Linked DNA regions of Rattus norvegicus: region 2 is linked to region 1. Evidence: chromatin contacts called from public Hi-C data. All regions are on one chromosome and are shown on one strand. Each heading gives the region's core, a stretch centred on a gene start, on an enhancer-like site or on the middle of the called end of the contact. The rest is flanking DNA. Distances are from core to core; before and after follow the strand shown. Region 1 holds the start of Tmem59 (transmembrane protein 59). Region 2 holds the start of Yipf1 (Yip1 domain family, member 1).

The links. A called contact is a pair of places that touch in the nucleus more often than the background predicts.
Region 2: a contact with region 1 is called in a Hi-C map of mammary epithelial cells, with 1.9 times the contacts expected there. The contact joins the promoter of Yipf1 here to the promoter of Tmem59 in region 1. A contact is called at or near these places in 2 of 12 Hi-C or Micro-C datasets (frontal cortex and mammary epithelial cells).

What each region holds. Positions count from the first base shown.
Region 1 is chr5:127,188,125-127,195,452 of GRCr8, forward strand. It overlaps Tmem59 (transmembrane protein 59), which reads left to right and starts at 3,196. Exons shown (of 8, transcript NM_001139465.2): 1 at 3,196-3,434. The coding sequence starts at 3,246. It overlaps Tceanc2 (transcription elongation factor A N-terminal and central domain containing 2), which reads right to left and starts at 2,861. Exons shown (of 5, transcript NM_001014260.2): 1 at 2,757-2,861; 2 at 2,074-2,213. The coding sequence starts at 2,172.
Region 2 is chr5:127,336,483-127,343,810 of GRCr8, forward strand. Yipf1 (Yip1 domain family, member 1) reads left to right here and starts at 4,546. Exons shown (of 10, transcript NM_199383.2): 1 at 4,546-4,621; 2 at 6,046-6,125. The coding sequence starts at 6,095. It overlaps LOC134486960 (a long non-coding RNA gene), which reads right to left and starts at 4,399. Exons shown (of 2, transcript XR_010066566.1): 1 at 2,032-4,399.

The DNA of each region.
Region 1 (7,328 bases), core at 1,946-4,445:
GGGATGGATATGGACACCCTGGTTAAACACAGAAAACAGGGCAGAACTCTGGGGAGCACAAACATTAGGAATCTCATGGATAGAGAAGCCAACAAGGAAAACTAAAAATAAGCCAGAAACGCAGAAGATGTAATCAAAAGGATTCTCTGAAAGTTGTTCTCAGTACATCACAATTCATTCAGCATTCACATGACTGTCGCCTTGTAATTTTTTTCTTTGGTGTGGTGTGGAGACTGACTGGAGGGGCCTTCACACATGGCAAGCAGGCACTCTACCACTGAGCTACACCCTAATGTAGTTCTTTTCCTTTCTTGGACAGTCTTGCTATGCAACCCGTTATATTCTTGAATGTTCCATCAGAACACTCTAAGTGCAAGGCCTACCAGTGTGTGTTAGCACACTTAGCTTGGCTGATTATTTGTAAACAGTCCTAGCCTCTTCCTAACTAGTTGGGATCAAACTTAGTTCCATCGAGCAAACAGCACATTTAAGTCTCTGTGGTCCAGGGTGGCAATGTGGAACCATATGAGTCATGAAACCATGTGCTACAATTCTGGTCAAAGCACGACATATAAGATGCCATATCATCATTTACACTCCACTAGGTTTGTCTAGAGCAGTGGCTCTCAACCTTCCTAATCCTTCAATACAGTTCCTCATGTCGTGCTGACCTCCAACCATAACGTTATTTTCACTGCTACTTCATTACTGTAATTTTGCTACTGGTATGATTCTAACGTAAATATCTGTTTTCCCAATAAGGCAACCTCTGGGAAAGGGTCACCTGACCCACGGGTATAGAGAACCTTACTAGAAATCTTAATATTCTTGAGGAAAGTTTTGGGGACAGAGAGATGACGGCTCAGAGGTGGTTGAGAGCGGGCACTGCTGTCGGCATTCTGGGTCTTATGGGTCGATTGGAGAAAGAGAGACACTACAGGACATATCAAGGCCTTGCTGGCAAGAGGGAGATCCAGCCTCTGTGAACTGAATCTCGAAAAGCCATGCAAAAGCAAAACAACAGTTGTCCTTTAGGTGACACAAGCTCCTCACACCAAAGTCCCTGAGGTAGTCTATGTGTTTTGTGAAGGGAAACATCACACCCCAGCAACTTTATTGTGTTTGCAGTACCCAATAATGCAGAACGTTCCAAGTGTGCCAGGATTGTCTTGTGACCAAAGTCATGCAAAGGCTGTACAGCTCCTTCAGAAAAACAACTCCATAGATAACAGAAAACAATCACTGTTTTCTACAATGATTTCCCCAAGGTCCAAGTACTTCTAGAACACAGCGATTCATTCCGATGTTTATCCTACATAGAGTGAACAACAGCTATTTCATCCTAACGTTTATCCTAGATATAATGATTCTGCTAGAATGCCTGCCCTACACTGCTCTCGCAGAGGACCCTAGTTCAGTCTCCAGCATCTGAACTTTCCACTTTAGGTAGTGCACAATCACTATAACAACAGCTCCCGAGAGATCCAAAGCCTCCAGTGAACATATTCACACACAGGCACAGACACATACAATAAGAATAAATCTTAGCCAGGAGTGGTAGCACAAGCCTTTAATCCCAGCACTAGAGGTTCAGGCAGGAGGATCTCTGAGTTCTAGGTCAATTTGGTCTACAGAGTGAGTTCCACAGCCACGGCTACACAGTGAAACCCTGTCTCGAAAACATATATATATATGATTTATATTTGATATATATTTGATATATATATCAAAACTTTTTTTTTTTTCGGAGCTGGGGATCGAACCCAGGGCCTTGCGCTTCCTAAGCAAGCGCTCTACCACTGAGCTAAATCCCCAACCATATCAAAACTTTTTAATCAAGGTGGGTGGTGAGCCTATCAGCGAGCAACCATACTCGAAAGCCAGAATAATTGGATTAATTCAGGATAGCAGAGGTACAGGAATTGATAAGTCTGTACGGGGTGTGTGAGAAAGAAAAAATGGTCCCTGAGGGGGGGCTTAACAAGAACCCATGATTCCCTACAATGAAACCCATTCCCTGTCTCTTTATGGCAGTCCTTGGGACATTTTCTCTCATCCCACATTCCTTCTCACCTTCAAAGACTCAATCGTGGCTTGCTTGTAAACCTTTTCTTTGAGTTTTTTCTTCGGGCTATTCTGGATCCTAGGCGTTCGAATGACAAATTTATCCATTGCTGGGGGCTCTGATTATCTTCAGGGGCTTGAGGTGTATTCTATTCAAGAAACAGGGTGAAACTTCATTAGATTGACAGGTGTACTCCCAGAAGTGACACGACTAGATTTTCTAAACACTCCTGAACTATGGAGGCTTTTGGATGGTATTTACAGGAAATACGATTCCTTCTCAAAAGAGGAAATTTCTTCTGAAAAACTGAAACTGTAGTTAAGTCTACTTCCTGGGTTAGATTCCTAGCTTCCAGAAGGGCATGCTCTAGAAGGAATAGGATTCTAATACCCAGGATAATGGGGTGACTTCTGAAGTCCTTTTCCAGTTTAGGTTGAGTTGTGTTAGGGTTCCACTGGGCTCAGTGAATCCCTCTTTACAAGCACTCCGCGGTAGCCCCAATCCTAAGAATTACTCTAAGACCCACAACAACCATCTCCAGACACCAGCACAATACAGAAGCAGCTCCAGAAACCACTGCTCTGTGGTCAAAGAACCCCAACCACGTCCGTAAGGATCCCATCCTTCCCTTGCCCCCAGCACTCGGAGGCCTGGAAAGGGGTTATCCAATCACAGTTCGACTGAGACCCACCGGGAAATCAGCCTGCCTACAGCTTGGTCTCTTGACCCCTCCAGACCTCCAGCCGGACCACGCGTTGTAACTATTTTATACACTTCTTCCGGGGCCCAGTTCCTCGCTGGTGACTCGCAGGAACTACACTTCCCAGAACGCACGGGGAAGAGCCCGGAAGTTGTGGTTGAGGGAGGCAACACCCCTCTGCTCGCTCCCGGCCGCCGAGAACTACAGGCCCCAGTCAGCCTGGCACGGAGAAAGAGGCAGGCGCCGCTCTGAGCCCAGAGCTGAGATGGTTGGCCCGGTTCTCAAGCCCGCCCACGAGAGGTTTTCCGTCTCAGAGACCGGCCGGGAGGTAGCTGCTTGGACGGGTCAGGGCGGAGCCAAAGAGCTCTTGGAGGCGGAAGCTCAGGCCGGAGGGGCGGGGAAAGGGGCTGGCCCGGAAGAAGGAGAAACACTGAAAAGAAAACAGCAACAATTCGGGCTGCTGTGACAGAGGGGAACAAGATGGCGGCGCCAAAGGGGAAGCTTTGGGTCCAGGCCCAGGTGGGGCTCCCGCCGCTGCTGCTGCTGACCATGGCGCTGGCCGGAGGCTCCGGAACTGCAGCGGCCGAAGCGTTTGACTCGGTCCTGGGAGACACGGCGTCCTGTCACCGAGCCTGTCAGCTGACCTATCCTTTGCACACCTACCCGAAGGTAGGTAGGGCCCATCGATACCAAGTTCCCCTTATCCCTCGGTACCCCAGCTCGCGTCTTCCCATGTCGGTGTCAGCGCCGAGACCCTAGTGGTGAATCTGCGCTTCAGCTGCTCCCCCCTTGGTGTAGCTGCAGTTTTCCTTGCTCCTGCTGTAATTGCCGGAAGTTTGTGCTGCAGGTCTCGATGATAGGCTGGGGGAGAATACAAAGATGCGAAATAGGCGAACCCTTGGGAGCCTGCGGGACCACAAGGGAGTATATCACTTGCTAGGGTAGATTGGAAATGAGCGGGGGTCCTGACCTACTAGCAGCGCGGGGGGTGGGGAGGAAGGCGCGGATGCATGCGTGCACAAAATATTGCCTTCCAGCCCGGATTTATTGCGCGCCTCTCTGGGACGAAGGGACGAAACGCGTTCTGTTCCGCGAGTCGGAGAAGCCGACAATTCCTTTGAGGTCTGAAGTGTGAAGTCAGCCTCAGTAGTTATGAGACACACTAGAAAGGAGGACTTCCTGTCTGTGTTGAGTGAGTGTGTGCGAGACGCTGCCGCAGGAGACTGGATGCCTTTGTGAGGCAGCAGTTAGGGCTCTGTCTTCAAAAAAATAAAGTAAAATGAACGTCACTCGGTGCAGAAGATAAGGAATCAGTGGAGTGGATCAAGAAATTCGACTGTCCCACTGAAGACCTATGCTGTGTAGCTAGAAGAGGGACCAATTCCTACCCCTGGAACCTCCCCGCAGCCGCTGCCTAGCCTTTAATTCTACCTCCTTAAGTTGTTTTTCAGTTTCTTATGAATTCTGTTTACTCAACATTCTAAATTGCTTGGTGATTCTCCCCACCCGTTTTCCATGTATAATTAGGGTTTATACCCCTCCCCACCTGGCCTTGTAAGGGCTTTCGCTGATGCTTGTGGTTTTTTATCCTTGTTTTCTTTCGTCTTCTGTATGCTATTTGCTTAACCATTGTGGCTATCCGTCTTTGCCTTCTAAAGCTACAAAGTGGCTAGAATAGCAGTCCCAGTGACTTTAAAATGTTCCATATTGACAAATGCTTTCGTGCCTTTGAGATGAAAAATTGTAAATTTTGTACCTTTCAGCATTTTGTTCCCCTTACCTATCTGAGAGTCATCAGTTACAAGCAAAACAGAAAAGGCGCCACAAAATTGTAGTGGGACTAGCCTTAAATTTTCTAAGTTAATTTCTAGAAATTAATAAATAATCGGGAGAAATGAAGAGCTGGAATGATGGACACCTGTGATTACAGCCTGCTGGAGGCTGAGGTCAGAGGGTCATGAGTTTAAGGCTTGCCATGGAACAACCTTTGGAAATAAGAAGGTTTCTTTAGACTAAAGTCTATAAAGGCTCTCGTCATCAAAAGGTTCTACAGGGAAGTTCATCAGTATTGATTGGCCTAGAATTAGACTAAGGTTTATGTTATTTTAATGTTTGGTCCCCTCTTTTAAAATTTTTCCTAGTAAATTTGTAATGTAAGCCAGAATACTGAGAACATAAATAATTTGAAAGCCATGGATACCATGAATCTTTGGCTATTTCTGAGGTGTTTGTTTTTGAGACAGGATTTGCCTACATACAGTTCAGGTTGGTTGTTCAGTCTCAGTCTCCTGCCTCAGGTTCTTCAGTGCTCTGGGGTTACAGACGTGCACCATCACAAGCAATGCCTTAGGTATTATAATATTCACTAGTTGCTAAGAGTTGATGTGATACTGATAAGTCATTTTCACTAATTTATTAATGCTCTTCTTAACCAGAACTCCAAATCATTGGCTCCCTGTCTATCCTGGACTTCAATTTGTTTTGTTTTTGAGACAGGATCTCGGGTTGGCCTAGAACTCAAGGCAGTCCCCCTGCCTCACCCTCTGAATTCTAGAATTATATGCATTTTTAAGAGTGTTTGCTTGAGACAGTGTCTTGACATACAGTGCAAGATGGTCATCCCAAGGGCTGAGATTATAGGTTTGCCCAACTGGATCCAGCTCAAAATTTACTTTCTTACTAGGCATGGTGGCACTCACCTTTAATCCCAGCACTCAGGAGGCAGAGGCAGGCAGATCTCTGAGTTTGAGGCTAGCCTAGTCTACAGAGTGAGTTCCAGGACTGTCAGGGATATACAGAGAAATTCTGTCTCAAAAACAAAAACAACAAAAAAGGAAAAATTAAAAAAAAAAAAAGAGGTCTTGGCCAAGATCCTATAACTAAGAAGTAGTGAGGTAGAAACGAGTCTTCAAGCTGGCTGCCCCATGCTATTGCCATCAAAGAATGAAGTTGTATTACAAATACTTCACTGGTTTCTAGAGGCCCTCATTGAGTTACTGTGCATTGCATTGCAGGCAAAAAGTGGTGCGTTAAATAGAAAGTAAATGAGCTATAAATCTCATCTTGTCTCTTCATCTAATAAGTGGCAGATAAAAATCTCATCTTAATTATTTATCGTAAGGATATAAAATATTGGAAAGACATAGAGTAGATATTCTAAAATTAATATATTTTGCCCTTTGTTCTCAAAGATTTAGTTGTATGATGTCTGGGTTTAAATGTAAGGAGCATAAGGCATGTTGTCAATAACTAGTCTGTTACAGGACATGGGCTTCAGAATCGTGCAAGCCTGTGGTCCATTCAGGCTCCACTCTTAACTGTATTGCTGATCAATTATTTTCTTAGAATTTAATTTTGTAAACTGTAGGAAAATCACATATTTGCAGAGCTAGCATTAGATTGAAGATAATTTGATGCTTTCAGGGCACTGCCTAGCACAGCCAGAGGTAGCTATTTCTCCTCATACCATGCAGTCTGACTAGGTTTGTGCATGTTTGCATTTGTGGTACTGAGAAAGAGAATACTTAAAACCAGGCATGTGGCTCATGCATGTAGCCCAGTACTTGGGAGGCTGAGGTAGGGGGATTGCTGTGAATATGAGGTCAGTCTGGACTACAGACCAAGACCAGTTACAAACAGCATTAGCCAAAACAAGGGAGAATAGGTAGATTGACTTAGCTAACTGAGGGTAAGAAATGTATATGAAAGCTATCTAGGGAGCATTGTTGTTAAAGGACCTTTGAATTACTTAGCTGATATTATGATGAGAAGTACCCTTTTCTTGCTCCTGTCAGGAGACTATATTTTCTAAAAGCTTGTCAGTCACTTGAGATGCATAGAACTGAAGTGTTTACCATATTTGAATTTATGTTCTGTAAAATACAAAATGCTTGAACTAAGAATATGATTTTTTTTTGCTTTTAAAAAAATAGTATTTTCAATTTATGTGTATGTGTTTAGCCTGCATATCTGTCTCTACACCATACAAGTGCAGTGCTGGCAAACACCAGAAAGAGATACGTATTTCTTGGAATTAGAGTTACAGACTGTTGTGAGCTGCCATGTGGGTGCTAGGACCTGAGATTTTTGTCCTCTGGAAGATCAGCCAGTGCTGCTAACTACTGAGCCACCTCTCCAGCTTTCTCTTTATAGGTGTTGTATAAGGGATTAAATGTTAACATATAGCCTGGCACACTGTGGGTGTTTATTGACTATGTTATTAATGTAATATACCAGCACAACATAATATGAATGTTTAACGTTCCTAGTGTGTAAGATTAATGTGAGAGTATCCTTCCTTACAACTTAGATGACTCTGAGAATCAGAGAGATTAGTAACTTTCCCAAGGCTGTACAGAGTAGTGGCAAGGCTGAGCTTTGGCGGTTGATTCCTGACCCACCAGACTTTCAGCATGCCATATGGTTTCCCAATGTTGGTTCTGGGTGTCTTTTGGGTTTGGTTTAACAAAAGAAAGCCTTCTGAGCTAGGTGTATTGGCACATATGAGCAACCCCAATATTCAGGAGCTGAAAAAGATGGGGATTAAGGGTTCCAGGCCAGTTT
Region 2 (7,328 bases), core at 3,296-5,795, 150 kb after region 1:
CAGACATACAGGCAGGCAGAAAGCTGTATAATGTATACTAAATAAATAAACAAACAAACAAATAAATATTTTTTTTAAAAAAAGAAAAGCTAGTCTGCATGCTAAGCGTGGTATCACACACTTTAATCCCAGCACTTTGTGGGGAAGATGCAGGGGGCTCTTTATGAATGCAAGGCCAGTCTGGTCTACAGAGTGAGACCCTGTTTCAAGAGCTAAAAAGCCAGTCGATTTCTTGATTTCTTAATGATTGTCAGCATGGACCTCCTATTCTTCCAAGGCTTCAGCACCTATTTTCAATGTCCGTCTCTTCTCAGTCAGCCATAGTTAGACTCTTGAAGAATCGTGATGCTGCCAGCCTGCCCCTCCTCCCCATGCCCCATCCACCTTATCACCAGCTATGGGGCTATTGCTGCTTTCTGTCACATGGGTGGGCTGGTTCCAAATGCCTGTACTAGGGCTGAGGAGATGGCTTGGTGGGTCAGAGCTCTTGCTCTGCAAGCCTGGAGATTGGAGTGTGAATCTCCAGCATATATAGAAAGGGCATGGGGGGTCATGTGCTCCTGTAATCTCAGCATTGGGGTGGGGTGGAGTTAGGCTCCCCAGGGGCTTCCTAGCCAGCCTCGCCAAAATAATGAGTTTCTAGTTCTCTAGTCTCTAGTGAGAAGGCCCTTCTTAAAGAATAAGGTAAGAAAGGATAAAAGATGCCTGATGTCCAATTCTGGACTGGTGCCAGATGTGGGGTAGGGATCTTTCAATTATTCTAGTTGGGGTCCCTACGGGACCCCCAGGACAAAACAAGTCACGGTCGTTGCTCATGGTTATGGACCAGGACAGACGATAAGACCCTCTGATGGAGCTACCACACATAGGGTCATAGGACATGGAGAATTCAAGCTAGTACTGACCCCAGAGTTTCTTCCCTACTGACTAGTGTTCATAGTACCTGTGCTGGTTGGTATTTTTGTCAACTTGACACAAGCTATAGTCATCGGGGAGGAGAGAACCTTAAGTGAGCATTTGCCCCGTCAGACTGCCCGTAGGCAAGTCAATGGGGCATTTCTTTCTTTTTTTTTTTTTCAGTTACTACTGTACTTTATTGTGTTCAACCAAATCACCATGTTACAAAAATAGCAAGCTGCCATAATAAAAAATAAGGCTCCTCTATCCAGCACCAGATAGCATCATTTTACTTTCAAGCCTAGAAATTGCACACTTGTATATAAACCAATCGAAGATGAGGATTGAGAGTTCATCTTGGTGGATTTTTCCTTTGATGAATATGAAGTGTCCTTCCTTATCTTTTTTGATGACTTTTAATTGAAAATTGATTTTATTTGATATTAGAATGGCTACTCCAGCTTGCTTCTTCTGACCATTTGCTTGGAAAGTTGTTTTCCAGCCTTTCACTCTGAGGTAGTGTCTGTCTTTGTCTCTGAGGTGTGTTTCCTGTAGGCAGCAGAATGCAGGGTCCTCATTGCGTATCCAGTTTGTTAATCTATGTCTTTTTATTGGGGAGTTGAGGCCATTGATGTTGAGAGATATTAAGGAATAGTGATTATTGCTTCCTGTTATATTCATATTTGGATGTGAGGTTATGTTTGTGTGCTTTCATTCTCTTTGTTTTGTTGCCAAGACGATTAGTTTCTTGCTTCTTCTAGGGTATAGCTTGAATGGGGCATTTCTTGATTGATAATAGATTTGGTGGGGCCTAACCCACTGTGGGTTGAGCCATCCCTGGGCAGGTGGTACTGGGTGGTCTGAGAGAGCAAGCTGAGCAAACCATGTGAAACAAGCCAGTAAGCAGCATTCCTGCACAGTTCTGCCCTGACTTTCCTCACTAATGGGCTATGACTGGGACATATAAGCCAGGTCAACTCTTTCCCTTCCAGGTTGCTTTGGCCATGCTATGTATTAGAAATAGAAGACAAACTGCAATAGTCAGGAGGTGCTATACAAGCAGCTGGTAGAGAAAGGTTTGACCTACTTGTGAACACTTGTACCCACATGCACTTACCTGCCCCCAATACACACCTGACTGCGTCCATGCTTGGTGCCTACGTGCCTCAGTGGGCTCTCATGTGGATAATGCAGTGTGAGTCCCAGGACTAGGCGAGGAGGGGGTAGTGTAAGTCAGGGAAGAGAGGTAGCCATCTTGGGTATACGTCATCAAGGGGATTTGGCTGCTCAGTCCTTCAGGGTATTTGAAAGCATCAGTGTGCACCTGTAGACATGAAAAGATGCCTGGGTTCACCAACTGTTGACTCCATTGGTCAAGGATTTGCCCACGAGGCATTAACTGCTCTCCCTTCTGCACATCTGGGATGCACCAGCCTGGGTCCTAGGTGGTTTTAGTAGAGTCCCATGACCTGTGGATGAAGAAACAAGGCTTGGTGCAGAAGAGGAGGAGCCCGTAGCATGGGTTTGGGGTGACCTTTGCTCAGGGTCTGTCTGCTGTAGCTGGAATAAGATCAGCGGGGATGAGGTTAGCAACAGGTGAGTGTGAGACAAAGGCGGCGCTGGGCATGCTTGCATGACTGGATTCATAAGCCGATGCTTATTCCTGACAGTCACCAAAAGTGCTCAGCACGTACTCTAAGCCCGGTTTCCTTTATACAACAAGGGTGGCCCTTTCAAGTTTGCAGTATTGTTCTGAGAGTCAGAGGTCCTGCAAAGTCCCTTCACAGGAGTTAAAATGGCTAGCGTGTGATTCCACCTGACTGCTTGCCAGTTAGAAAAACATTATCTGGCTGGAGAGATGGCTCAGCGGTTAAGAGGACTGACTGCTCTTCCAGAGATCCTGAGTTCAATTCCCAGCAATCACGTGGTGGGTCACAACCATCTGTAATGGGATCTGGTACCCTTTTCTGGTGTGTCTGAAGACAGCGGCAGTGTACTCACATACATAAAATAAATGAATAAATAAATAAATCTTTAAAAAAAAAAGAAAGGAAAAACATTATCAACCATGATAAATAATTGTAGTGCCATATTGGATTTGGGCCTGGCCGCTTTGTAACTGCATGGCCACAGTAAAAGTCATGGGATTGTTGGACAGAGGCCTCTCCCATGTATTTACGGCACAGGAAGAAAAGACCAAGTAGTAAACACCCGATATCTCCACTGCATGACCTCTGCTGAGCCTGGCTGACGCATGTGGAACTGACACACCTGGACCACACCTGGGTGGTGGTCAATTTACTTCTGCCTTTTACTTCCTCAGCCTTTATCCTTGAGATTTAGGCTGGTCTTCTGGGATTTCTCCCTAATTAATTCAGGCCTCCTAGTTGGTCTTTTGTTACCGAAGTCATGAGCCAGGTAGTCACGAGCCAGGGTTTCCCACTGTGCTTCCCAGTTATTTTCTACCTGGAGACTTGGGTATATAAGTGAATAAAGCTACAGGAGACTCTCACTCTTCTTCCTCACTCTCGCTCTTCCTTCCGCTCTTCCTCTCTCTCTCTCTCTCTCTCTCTCTCTCTCTCTCTCTCTCTCTCTCTCTCTTCCTCTCTTCCTCTCTTCCTCTCCTGGCTTGACACGATAACCTGTGTGTGTGTGTGTGTGTTTCTTTCATCCCGTAGGCTTTCGCCCGATTCTCGGTACCAGGTTGGTGCTGGCGCCGACAAATAATCGGAGTATTTTAGACATCAAATGGGAAGTCTGCTGTGGGATAGGCTAAAGACACTGGTCTCTCTGTATGAACTGTGAATCAGCTGTCTGCTGTTTACACTGCTCCCAGACAGCAAGAACTGTCTATGGACCCTTTCAGTCCATGTTAGAGTACTGTGAACAGTAATTGTACGATACCACCTTGGTTGACCCTGGCCACCCAGAGACTAGAATCATTCCTGGTCTTTTTTGTTCTCAAAGTGTTCACAGGCTGGTAAAGCTGAGCAAACAGAATCCAGGCAAGCAGTGCCAAAGCTGGGGGAAACCCAGGGGGTTAATAGAGCAACAGGAGTCTGGGGAGCAGGTAGAGTCCTCTATGGGTAGGAGGAGGCAGTTTCCCAAGCTTGGAGGAACTCATAAACCAGGCCCAGGCAGAAAGCAGGCCACAGGTAGCTCTCCATACTACTCCACTGTTGCTCGAGTCCTGCTGTTTTCAAGGTGACTGTCAGACACCTAGGTGGTACAGCTGAGGGGCCAACACCAGATAAACAGTGACAGGAGGACTCCTTTGGTTCACAAGCTATCTGCTATGGAGTCTTCCCAGTTGGTTAAGTTTTCATGGCCAGAGAAAACAGGAATTGGTGACGTATTTTTTTTTCCTCTTCTCAATCCTTTTTCATTTTTCTATTTGCATAGGAAAAACGAATAAACAAAGAGTAAAACACTCCCGAACTCCTGAGAATTCGCCCTACTTCGCATGTCTCTTTAAGACCACCGAGAAGGGCGGGACGCAGCTCAGAGATCCTCCGCTGCTAGGGTGACACCGTTGCCTAAGGAGTCCTCGCTGGGTGACCGCTTTTGCTTTAAGAGAGGGGGCGGTGCTCTGCCCGGAGGAGGTGGAGAAATCCAACGCCCTCCCCCGGATCTCCGGCTTCCGGGACCAGGCTGACCAGCTACCAGTGCAGAGATCATCACAGGCCCCAATCATTCCTGGACAGCTGGACCCTCTCCCTGCGAGGTGAGGGCATCAGGGCTTCTGGGCCAGTTGGGGAATCTCCTACCCGCCCGGGCCTCTGCTGCTCGACCATTTCCCCCTCTAAACCCTGTCTGCGTTTCCCCGGGTCCCTGAGTGCAGGGTCCCAAACAGTCAAGCGCTACTAATTGCCTGGTTCTTCACTAAGAGCCTTATATGCACTACCTTTTAGAATGGTCTAGACACCACAATGAACCCATTTTACAGATGAGGAGTCCTGGAGGAGCGCACACACATCAGAGAAGTAACAGAATCGGGACTCAAACCCAGGTCTGTCTGACTCCAGGGTCTAGGACCTTAAACCGGCTGCACTGGGATGCTTTCCCCATCACCTCTCCCAAATCCTAGGCTCTCCTTCCATTTTCTTGCATCTCGAGGCTGCACCTGGCCCCTAAAGATTCAGGCGCCAGAGAGTGTCCCCTGCAGCCAGCCTCTTTTTGTTGATAAGGGCCCTCTTCTAACTCATATGGTCTTGAGCTCACCAGGTAGCCTGGGATAACCTAAAACTTCCTCAGTCTCCTGCCTCCATCTCCTCGGTGCTGGAATTGCAGGCATGCACCAGCATTTGCAGGCCCTGAGTATTGAACCCAGGACTTTGTGCATGCTAGGCAAGCATTCAAATGTGCTACGACACCAGCCTTCTGTTCCATCAGTCTGTCCAGTGTTGCTCTGGATGGTTCTTCCCTGCATTGGGTGGATTCTGATGTCCTGATCACAGGCTGGGCTGGACACTCACTCAGAGAGAGGCCTGAGTGCTTCTGGACTTTCCTGTGTTTAGTTCTCACTCGTCACACACTCTATCCCCAGGTCAGTTTCCTTATTCTCCGGCTCACTCCTCCTCGTTAAGTTAACTCAGTGAGACTGCTCAGCTCGACACATGCTCTCTCTTCCTGAGCTACATTGAGTAGCAAGTTGTATGACCTGTGATAGTTACATTAACAATCAGTCCCCACTGAAAGAGTAGGCAGGCATTGTACAGGGGAGATTGCTCAGCAGGGAAAGGTGGCTGTCCCCAAGCATGGTCAGAGTCCCATTCTGTGTCCCTCATGGTGGAAGGAAAGAACTGACTCCCATAGCCACAAAAGATAAAGAAATGTAGGAATCATTTTTAATTTCTGAGACAGGGTCTTACTGTGTAGAGCAGGCTAGCTTTTTTTTTTTTTCTCTTTTTCGGAGCTGGGGACCGAACCCAGGGCCTTGCGCTCGCTAGGCAAGCGCTCTACCGCTGAGCTAAATCCCCAACCCCGCAGGCTAGCCTTAAACTCATAGAGATCTGCCTGCCTCGGCCTCCACAGTGTTGGGGTTAAAGGCACAAGCTACCACCACAGCTGGCTCTAAACATTCTTTTACTATGAATTCTTTTTGCAGATTGTCCCATTTTCCTAAGCTGATTTATTCCTTTGTTTTAGATCCCCGGACATTTTCTTCCTCAGCCCTGGGAGAAGAGCCTCTGGCTGAATGGCAGCTGTGGATGACTTGCAGTTTGAAGGTATGGCAGGAGGGTCCCCACCTTTATCTTGTGATCGCAGCCTCCTCTGCCACAGCAGTGGATTTCATTACTGACACAGACCTCAAAGGATTCTATTAACAACATCCTGGTAAGAGGCTGTTGGACACTCCCAGGTTTTTCTAGTTTGCTTATTTTTCTCACAGAACTCTTCCAATGGGCAACAGGCACATAAACTCAGAATTAGCAGTTGCCTCCTGTTTTCTTTTTCTTTTTTTTTTTTAAAGATTTATTTGTTTTACTTATATGAGTACACTGTCACTGTCTTCAGACACACCAGAAAAGGGCATCCGATCCCATTATAGATGGTTGTGAGCCACCATGTGAGTGCTGGGAATTGAACTCAGGACCTCTGGAAGACTCTGACCTAGGGCTGGGGAGATGACTCAGTGGATAAGAGTGTCTGCCTCAGTAAATAACGTGGAGAGTGATGGAGGAAGATGCCTGATGTCAATCTTAGCCTCTCTTTGTACATATGCAAGCATACACGTGCAGATGATTACACACTTTACACATACACATGCACAGGCACGTGCATAAACACACACACACACACACACACACACTCACACACACACACACAGGTGACTTACTGGCCACACTGATTAGTGGCCATCTTAAGACTGGAGCCCCATACCCTTACTTTCCTTTCTTTTGTTCTCTCTCTGCTCATTTATTTACTTATTTTTCAGGTAGCAATTCAGAAAGTAATTGGTTCACCATGGCGTCTTCATATGTATATGTCATAGCGTGTTCTTCCCCATAGCCCCTCCACTGAAAGCTTTGTCTACACTGTCACCTCTTGTGTACTTCAAAAACTCCTACAGCATAGAAGTCATTGTTTCTATGCTGTCACCAGTAGACAAAGCAGGTTCTAGAATTGTTTGTTAGACGTGAGCACACCCAAGAACAGGACCTGGTACCCTCTCAGCTGAGGGAGGTGTTTGTTTTGTGAGGGAGTGGTCATCACCGGCATGAATCTCACTGCTCAAAGAAAAGAAGCACACCAGGATGTTCCTAGCCCTACTCTTTCTGTGATTCTTATTCCGTTATTTCCACTTTGCTTTTTGGTCCCCGTGGTGTCTGTGGTAATGAGGACTTGCCTGAATCAGAGATTTTCCAATGGATTGGGAACCCTACTAAAGACAATTCAGATGATCCCCCTGGTTCCCCTCCTCGCTGTGC